2 separate regions of the Mus musculus genome follow, and region 2 is linked to region 1. A link is a contact called in public HiChIP or PLAC-seq data. All regions are on one chromosome and are shown on one strand. The core of a region is the stretch at or near the end of the contact, and the rest is flanking DNA. Distances in the headings are between cores, read along the strand shown.

Region 1 (3,196 bases), core at 212-2,711:
ATTTGGACTCCTTTCTTTGTGTTTCAAGCATATTTTTGAGGGGTTTGTCTATTTATCCAAATACCATTTTTGAATGCCTACTATGTGTAGCTATGTCAGAGGCCCCATGACAAGGTTGACATGAGCAGCCTTCTTCAGACAGACACCAGTCAGTCAGTGCCAAGGCAGCCCATTATGGTTGCGTGACTCCACCCACATAATGCCTGTGGATCCTTCATTCTCCTTTTCCCTCACTGCATCTTCTAGTCCCCACCTTTATCTTGCTGCTTCTTCAAGAACAAAGAGCTGACTGAATGAAGAGTTTCCTCATTCATGGAGTCTCATGACTTAACTGTGGTCACCTCAGAAGAGCTCAGACTTCTAGCCTGAGAGACCAGTCACTATTCACTATGATGTCAGTTATGTGGAGCACACCAGAATGGCCCCTGAACCTGTCTCACACACTGAGGGGACAAGGGGAACAGAGAGCCCTTTGCTCAGAGCGCTTCGGCAACAGCCACTCAGGTTTTCACTGGCCCTTTTTGTGGCTAATTTTATGATCACAAAGGGCCTCTTGGCTTCAAATGTCCTGTTCCAGGAATAAGCTATGTACCTAAACTGCAACCCTTCTGCCAGAAGCTACAACAGAGTAAACACTACAAGTGTGTTATCAGGGTGACTTGGATTCAGGCAAGTCACAGTTGTGTGAGGTTTGATTCCACATCTTAGTCCACCCATGAATAAGCACTGCCTTCTATGGTCTTGAGAGGTGCTCTTGACAGGATTGTAAAATGCTCCACAAAGCACAGGGCATGTTGCTGGAACTCAGTCTAAGCACTCAGTTCCTTGTGCTATCACTTGTATGGCTACAGAGCTAACAGATTACCCATCAGCTGATGGGAGGTGGTATCCTCCTCATGGACATCTTGCCTGTTTCCTCCACTGGATGATCTTTCTGAGGGGAAGAACTTCCTAGTCATCTGTGTCCCTAGCACACAACTGGGCTTGTGAGATGCTGGTTTAAGGCTCAACTAAAGCTGACCCTCTCAAGCAACTGTGCTGTGACTCCATCTCTCTAGCCTTCAGGGATGGTATCCAGGACTTTGATTGTCCCCAGTGCAGATACAGTTACACACAGTAATGCCAGCTGGTGGAATCATTAAATGATATTTTCACCAGCCCAGGGCCCAGGACATAGTAGGAGCTCATTAAAAGGCTGCTATCATCGTTAATACCTAAAATAAAATAAAAGCAAGAAGGCAAAAATGAGGATGGGCATTGGTCACCCACTTTGGTATAAAGTGTGGACATTGATTGGAAGGCCATTTCAGAGAAGCAAAATGGCCCTTTATTCGTTTTGGGGAAGGGAGGAGGGTTAACGAGAGAGTCTTTTTCAAGTGTTTGCTCCATCTTGCTGCCACTTTACTATGTGTGGCTGCTGTTGCCATGGCAATTCTTTAAGCAATTGAATAGAGCAGCACTGAGTTGTTGCAAACTGGCTCTAATTGCTCCCATGCACCAGGCCTGCCCACATGACACGCTCCACACAGCACTCCCTCTTTCTCATGCGTATTTTCATAAATCTCTGGGCATTGTGCAGCTCCCTTGCCCTTGTGACATTGCCATCCTTGGGCAGAGGGCACAAGAAGCAAGTCTGAGTGGGAGAGAGGGCACCACCAATTTTCCCTGTGTGAGAAGCCTTGCAGACCCCAGGTTTAAGGGGATAGCAGGATGTGGGCTCAGCAGGGCCTTGAAACCAAATAAAACACTCATGGGATAGGTTTATTATATGTATTTGCCATTGTTGGATAATTTAGTCATCTTTTTAAATCCAGCTGTACCATTCCTGTGGCCTCCTGCCATGAGGACCCTGTGAATTGTGTAGTAAGAACTTCTGGCTTTACCCTCAGCAGGACTGGGGAGAACCAGCTTGGGGGAGGGGACGCTGGTGGTTTCGGTACCTTCTAGCGTGTCAGGCAGTGAGCTGGGTATTTCCCATGGATCACTTAGTTCACCAGGACATTGTTCATGGGGTGAAGATAAGGGAGCCAGTATTTCAGAACCATGACTAGTGAGGAAACAGAAGCACAGATATTTATTGTGAACCTTTGTAGCCTGGGCATGTATGACTTAACTAGGCACTAACCTGATTGATCCTAAGCCTGTGCCCTTTCTACTGACACACTGTCTCCCAGTAAAGAGATCAGGCTTAGGTGGCCTGTTTCTGTTTATTTCTTTTGTTTTTGTTTGAGATAAGATCTCAATACTGGGGGGCTGGTGAGATGGCTCAACAGGTAAAAGCACCCGACTGCTCTTCCGAAGGTCCTGAGTTCAAATCTCAGCAACCACATGGTGGCTCACAACCATCCATAACGAAATCTGACTCCCTCTTCTGGTGTGTCTGAAGACAACTACAGTGTACTTACATATAATAAATAAATAAATCTTAAAAAAAAAAATCTCAGTACTATAGTCAGGTTGACTTCAAACTGTGATTTCCCTGCCTCAGTCCCCACAAGAGCCAAGGAACCCTATTGAAGGAAAATTTTAAGCACCAAAGTGTCAATGTGGCCCTCTCTTGATCTTTTTTTTTTTAAAGTAGATTTTTATTCTAGCTCATAATGATTATAGTGTGGGTATCAGAGCCAAGTTAGACACTAAAGCCCTTTTACCACAAGGCTGCCTTCCATGAGTTTACTTGAAAGTGAATATTCCATATGCATTTGAAAACTTGCCTGTCAGTGTTCCAGGAAGCGTGGTAGCCAGTGTAAGCTTTTCTTCCTATTCCTGGGGTATTTGTAAAGTTAATTTGAACCTACAGTGTGCTTCCCCCAAAGCTCAGGGTGGCATGTAGGCAGTAGGGCCTATATCTCTTTTAGCCATTCCAGGGGATAGGGAAGGCTTGACCTACATTAGGGCAGGAGAATCATATTGAATTTTTTTCTTTATTTTCTGCTTTTTTAAAAAATGTTTGTATAATAAAGGGTGGAAGGTGAACAAACTGGCCTGTTCTCATCGAGATAAGAACACTAGCAACAAGGTCCTTTCTTTAATTCTTAATAGTACACTTTAACCAGTCCGAGGCATTGATTCAAACTAGTTTTATTGAATGGAAGAGGGACAGAGAAATGTACAGAGGTTTCTGTTGCATTGCTGTGAGCAGTCTTGACACAGCCAGTGGTGGTCATCAAATCAGTTCTTGACTAATTGTCAACAC
Region 2 (3,287 bases), core at 623-3,122, 700 kb before region 1:
CATGTACCACCTAGGCTATTACTTTTCTCTAAAACATTCTTTATTTTAACAGTAAATTGATAAGAGTTTACATGTATAAAATGCACTGGAGTAGTCACAGTCAATGAGTCTTAGCATTGTGATCACAGGTAGCTGTCATTAAATCAAAACGTTGACATTTCTTTGCCTCCAGTGTCCCTTAAACTCAGCGTGTTCTTGAGCTTTCCCATGGCCTCTTATTTTGTCTTCGATTTGCTGTCTAGATGTAGTTACGTAGTTAGCATCAAGAAATCCTGGGTATTATGTGCTTGTTCTAATGTTCTCTAAGATGCCAGAAAGTGAGTGTGTGCTATTTATAAAAAAGTATCAGCTTAACATAAACCCAGTTGAGTACTGGGGACAGAAGAACACTGGGGACAGAGGTCACTTCAGCTATCTTGTCTGTTCATTTTCTTACTTGCTGTTGATTTCTGATTTTTGTTGTCCACCAATGGCCCTCAGGGATTTCTTATCAATGTATGTCTCTGTGCTCCATCTTAACCTCTTGTTCTCCATGTTTGGTGGCTGTTTTTAGGGGCATCTTTCCCACTTGTCAAGGACTGGGAGCACCTTGAGTGCAAGAGATGACAGGAGAAACTCTGTTCTTCAGCTTCCAGCTCTCAGTAGTACTTGTTTGTCAAGGCAGGAGGACCATGAGCTAAAGCTAAATCTGAGTCATCAAAAACCACCTGACGACCCAAAGGGACTTTCTTTCCTTTCTGTCTGGAAAGTTCAGAATGTACTTTTGAGACAACAGGAAGGCTGGCAGCACGCTTCTCTACAGTGCTAGAGACATGCCATTAAGTACTCTGGGGCAGAAGATGGGGCACAGGGCAAGCAAGTGCTCATTGAGAAGGAACAGTCCAGAAAAGCTGCTGTCAACCCAGCAGGGACTTTTAAGCACCCTGAGATGGGCCTCTGCTATCTATTGTAGGTCGTCTGAGCCTTGGGCTTGCCTTCATTGAGTTTCAGAGAAACAAGTAGCTAGCCAGCGAACGCTTATGTAAGAAACCTGATAGTGATTGTTATCCACGGATAGCTGGATGGGGGCTCTAGTGTTAATCATACTGTGGCTTTTCAGATCATTTTCCATTCAGTTTTAAGGAATGTGACTAAAGTACCTGGAAATATTATGTTAGTCCAAGAAGTGCAGACTTGGCCTTGGGGTGAGAAAGAATGAAGCTCTTGGACGGTTAACTTAGGGCACCTCTCCTTCTAGTCCCTTTCTCTATAAGAAGGAATGTTTTCATTTGACCCGGTGAGAAATTTCAACTCTTGAAGATTACAATTCATTAAAATGGGTAGAAGATTAATATTTAGTCTGTCAAGATCAATACTGTCCCCTCTTTGCACTAATTGTCAGAATACTGTGCGAAGGCCGCCGAAGGCTAGCGGTGTGCGGCAGGACCCTGACATCACAGGGAGTGGATTCAAAGGCAAACTGTCCTGCACCCTCTGGTATCGACTTGCAAATTAGCATCTGGAATCTAATTAAACAAGCTTAATGAAAGCAGCAGCTGAATGCTGCTGGAGAAGACAGTCGCCCCCCCCCCCCCCAATACGTATTCTGTGCCGTTGGAGCTGGTCACCAAACACATTGTGAGCACAGTTTAAAAATTAGCATTTATTTGAAGAATAGAAACTGTTTTCATTCTGTTATGCGTTTGGCATGCTCTGACGTCCCATGAGAGCCATGCCACAGCAGATAGTGCACAATATTTATAAATCTATGACAGGCAATAATAGCAACTTGAAAAATTCTTTTGCTAGAATCTCAAGTTGAGAGCTGCCAAAAGCTGAGAGGATCAGATCTGCAGTGGCAGCTGCGTGCCCTACAGTTAGAATTCTAGACTTTGAAGATGCTCAACTTAAAGCAATGAAGACTGCAGGCTTAGCCAATTTTTGCAGGTTTCTAGAGCTCTGGCTCTCTGCCTTTTGAAGATGACTTGCTGAAGCTTCTACCACTGCCTGAGGCATGCTAACACCAGCGGGATCCTTCCCCCAGTCTTAGTGTGGCTTCAGTTTTAAGTAGCACGTGCTTTGTCAGTGCCCACTGTGATGGCCCTTTCTCTGGTTGCAGGAGCGAGTGATGAGCTCTTACCCTGTCCCCTTCAGAGGGAAAGTAGGAAGATAGATGGTGATGCATACAAGTGCCACTTCAGCCAGCTGATTTATGGAGTCATATTTCATTTCTCGACCAGTGCTGGCCTCTAGAGAAGCCCTTGCAGATTGCTAAAGATGTGAGCAGCTATCGCCCTAAAGGCTTGTGGTTATCTCACAAACGTGATGCCAAACACCTAGCTCCTGAAGAAACAGGATTAATCTGTCATTGTGGGCAGCTATAGATCCATTTAAATAATGGAAGACTTGATATCAATATGCTGCTCTGACAGCAAATCTTAGAAGTGATTGTGTGTGTGTGTGTGTGTGTGTGTGTGTGTGTATGTGTGTGAGTGTGTGTGTGTGTGTGTGAGTGTGTGTGTGTGTGTGTGTGTGTGAGTGTGTGTGTGTGTGTGTGTGTGTGAGTGTGTGTGTGTGTAACAGAAGCAAAGCTGCAGACTTCATATCTTCTGTGCAGAGGGACAGTAGTGGCAGAAATCTGCATTATTTAATTCAAAAAAATCTGTTGCGTTTATCATTAGGATGGTCCCAGAGGGAAATGAACATAAGTTCAGTATGGTTGTGGCTTAGGTGCTGGAGGACTAGACTAGGCTGTTGGTCTGTTTTTACTGCACTTACATCATGGCTCCCAATGCATGTCTGCAAGCTAAGTTTCAGAGACCTACCGGTAGTTCGCTGAGAGGATTAGATGTAGGCAATAAAACGCCTTCTATGACAGTGTATACAAAATTGGCTTTCTAAAACATGGTGAATGTCTTCTGGTTAGTAGTAGGTTGAAAATGTCACATAGCAGCCACTAAGAGGATCTCACACTAGACAGTAGTTTATGGTGTAGAGAGGTAAGAGCCTTCCTTCCCATATGAAAGCTCACAGAGAGTCCTGTGTGGTAGACCTGAGTATAGCACAAGTCTGTCATGGAAGTGTTGCTTTTGGGGGAGGATAGTGAATGAGGTGGCTGTAGTTTGAGCCGTTTACTGGAGGTCAGTGTTTTGTAATCTACCCTGTGAGGGAAGGAAAACCAGCTGTAAGAAAATCAGTAACCTGTGTGAGGTTACACACATGGCTACAGCAATGAGGTCAGAATATGAACTTTTACCAGTCTGACTTTGGAGTTGTTTTGCTGGAATCAACTACTGTGTTGTTCTGTC

What was found. HiChIP or PLAC-seq counts read pairs in DNA pulled down with a chosen protein or histone mark.
Region 2: an H3K4me3 HiChIP or PLAC-seq map of embryonic basal ganglia shows a contact between it and region 1, with 8 times the contacts expected there. The contact joins two enhancer-like sites. A contact is called at or near these places in 2 of 484 Hi-C or Micro-C datasets (embryonic fibroblasts and nephron progenitors) and 2 of 115 datasets of contacts at active chromatin or transcription factors (SST interneurons and embryonic basal ganglia).

Annotation. Positions count from the first base shown.
Region 1 is chr2:37,907,191-37,910,386 of GRCm38.p6, reverse strand. The region is part of intron 13 of Dennd1a (DENN/MADD domain containing 1A); the gene reads left to right. Among named protein-coding and RNA genes, the nearest start is that of Crb2, 130 kb to the right of the region's middle. Within about 2 kb of position 1,461, at least 47 of the 459 cell types and tissues checked have an H3K27ac peak or open chromatin away from gene starts, as enhancers often do. A contact at or near this core is called in embryonic basal ganglia, where this site is marked.
Region 2 is chr2:38,607,791-38,611,077 of GRCm38.p6, reverse strand. All of the region lies in intron 6 of Psmb7 (proteasome (prosome, macropain) subunit, beta type 7), which reads left to right. Among named protein-coding and RNA genes, the nearest start is that of Psmb7, 34 kb to the left of the region's middle. Within about 2 kb of position 1,872, at least 36 of the 459 cell types and tissues checked have an H3K27ac peak or open chromatin away from gene starts, as enhancers often do. A contact at or near this core is called in embryonic basal ganglia, where this site is marked.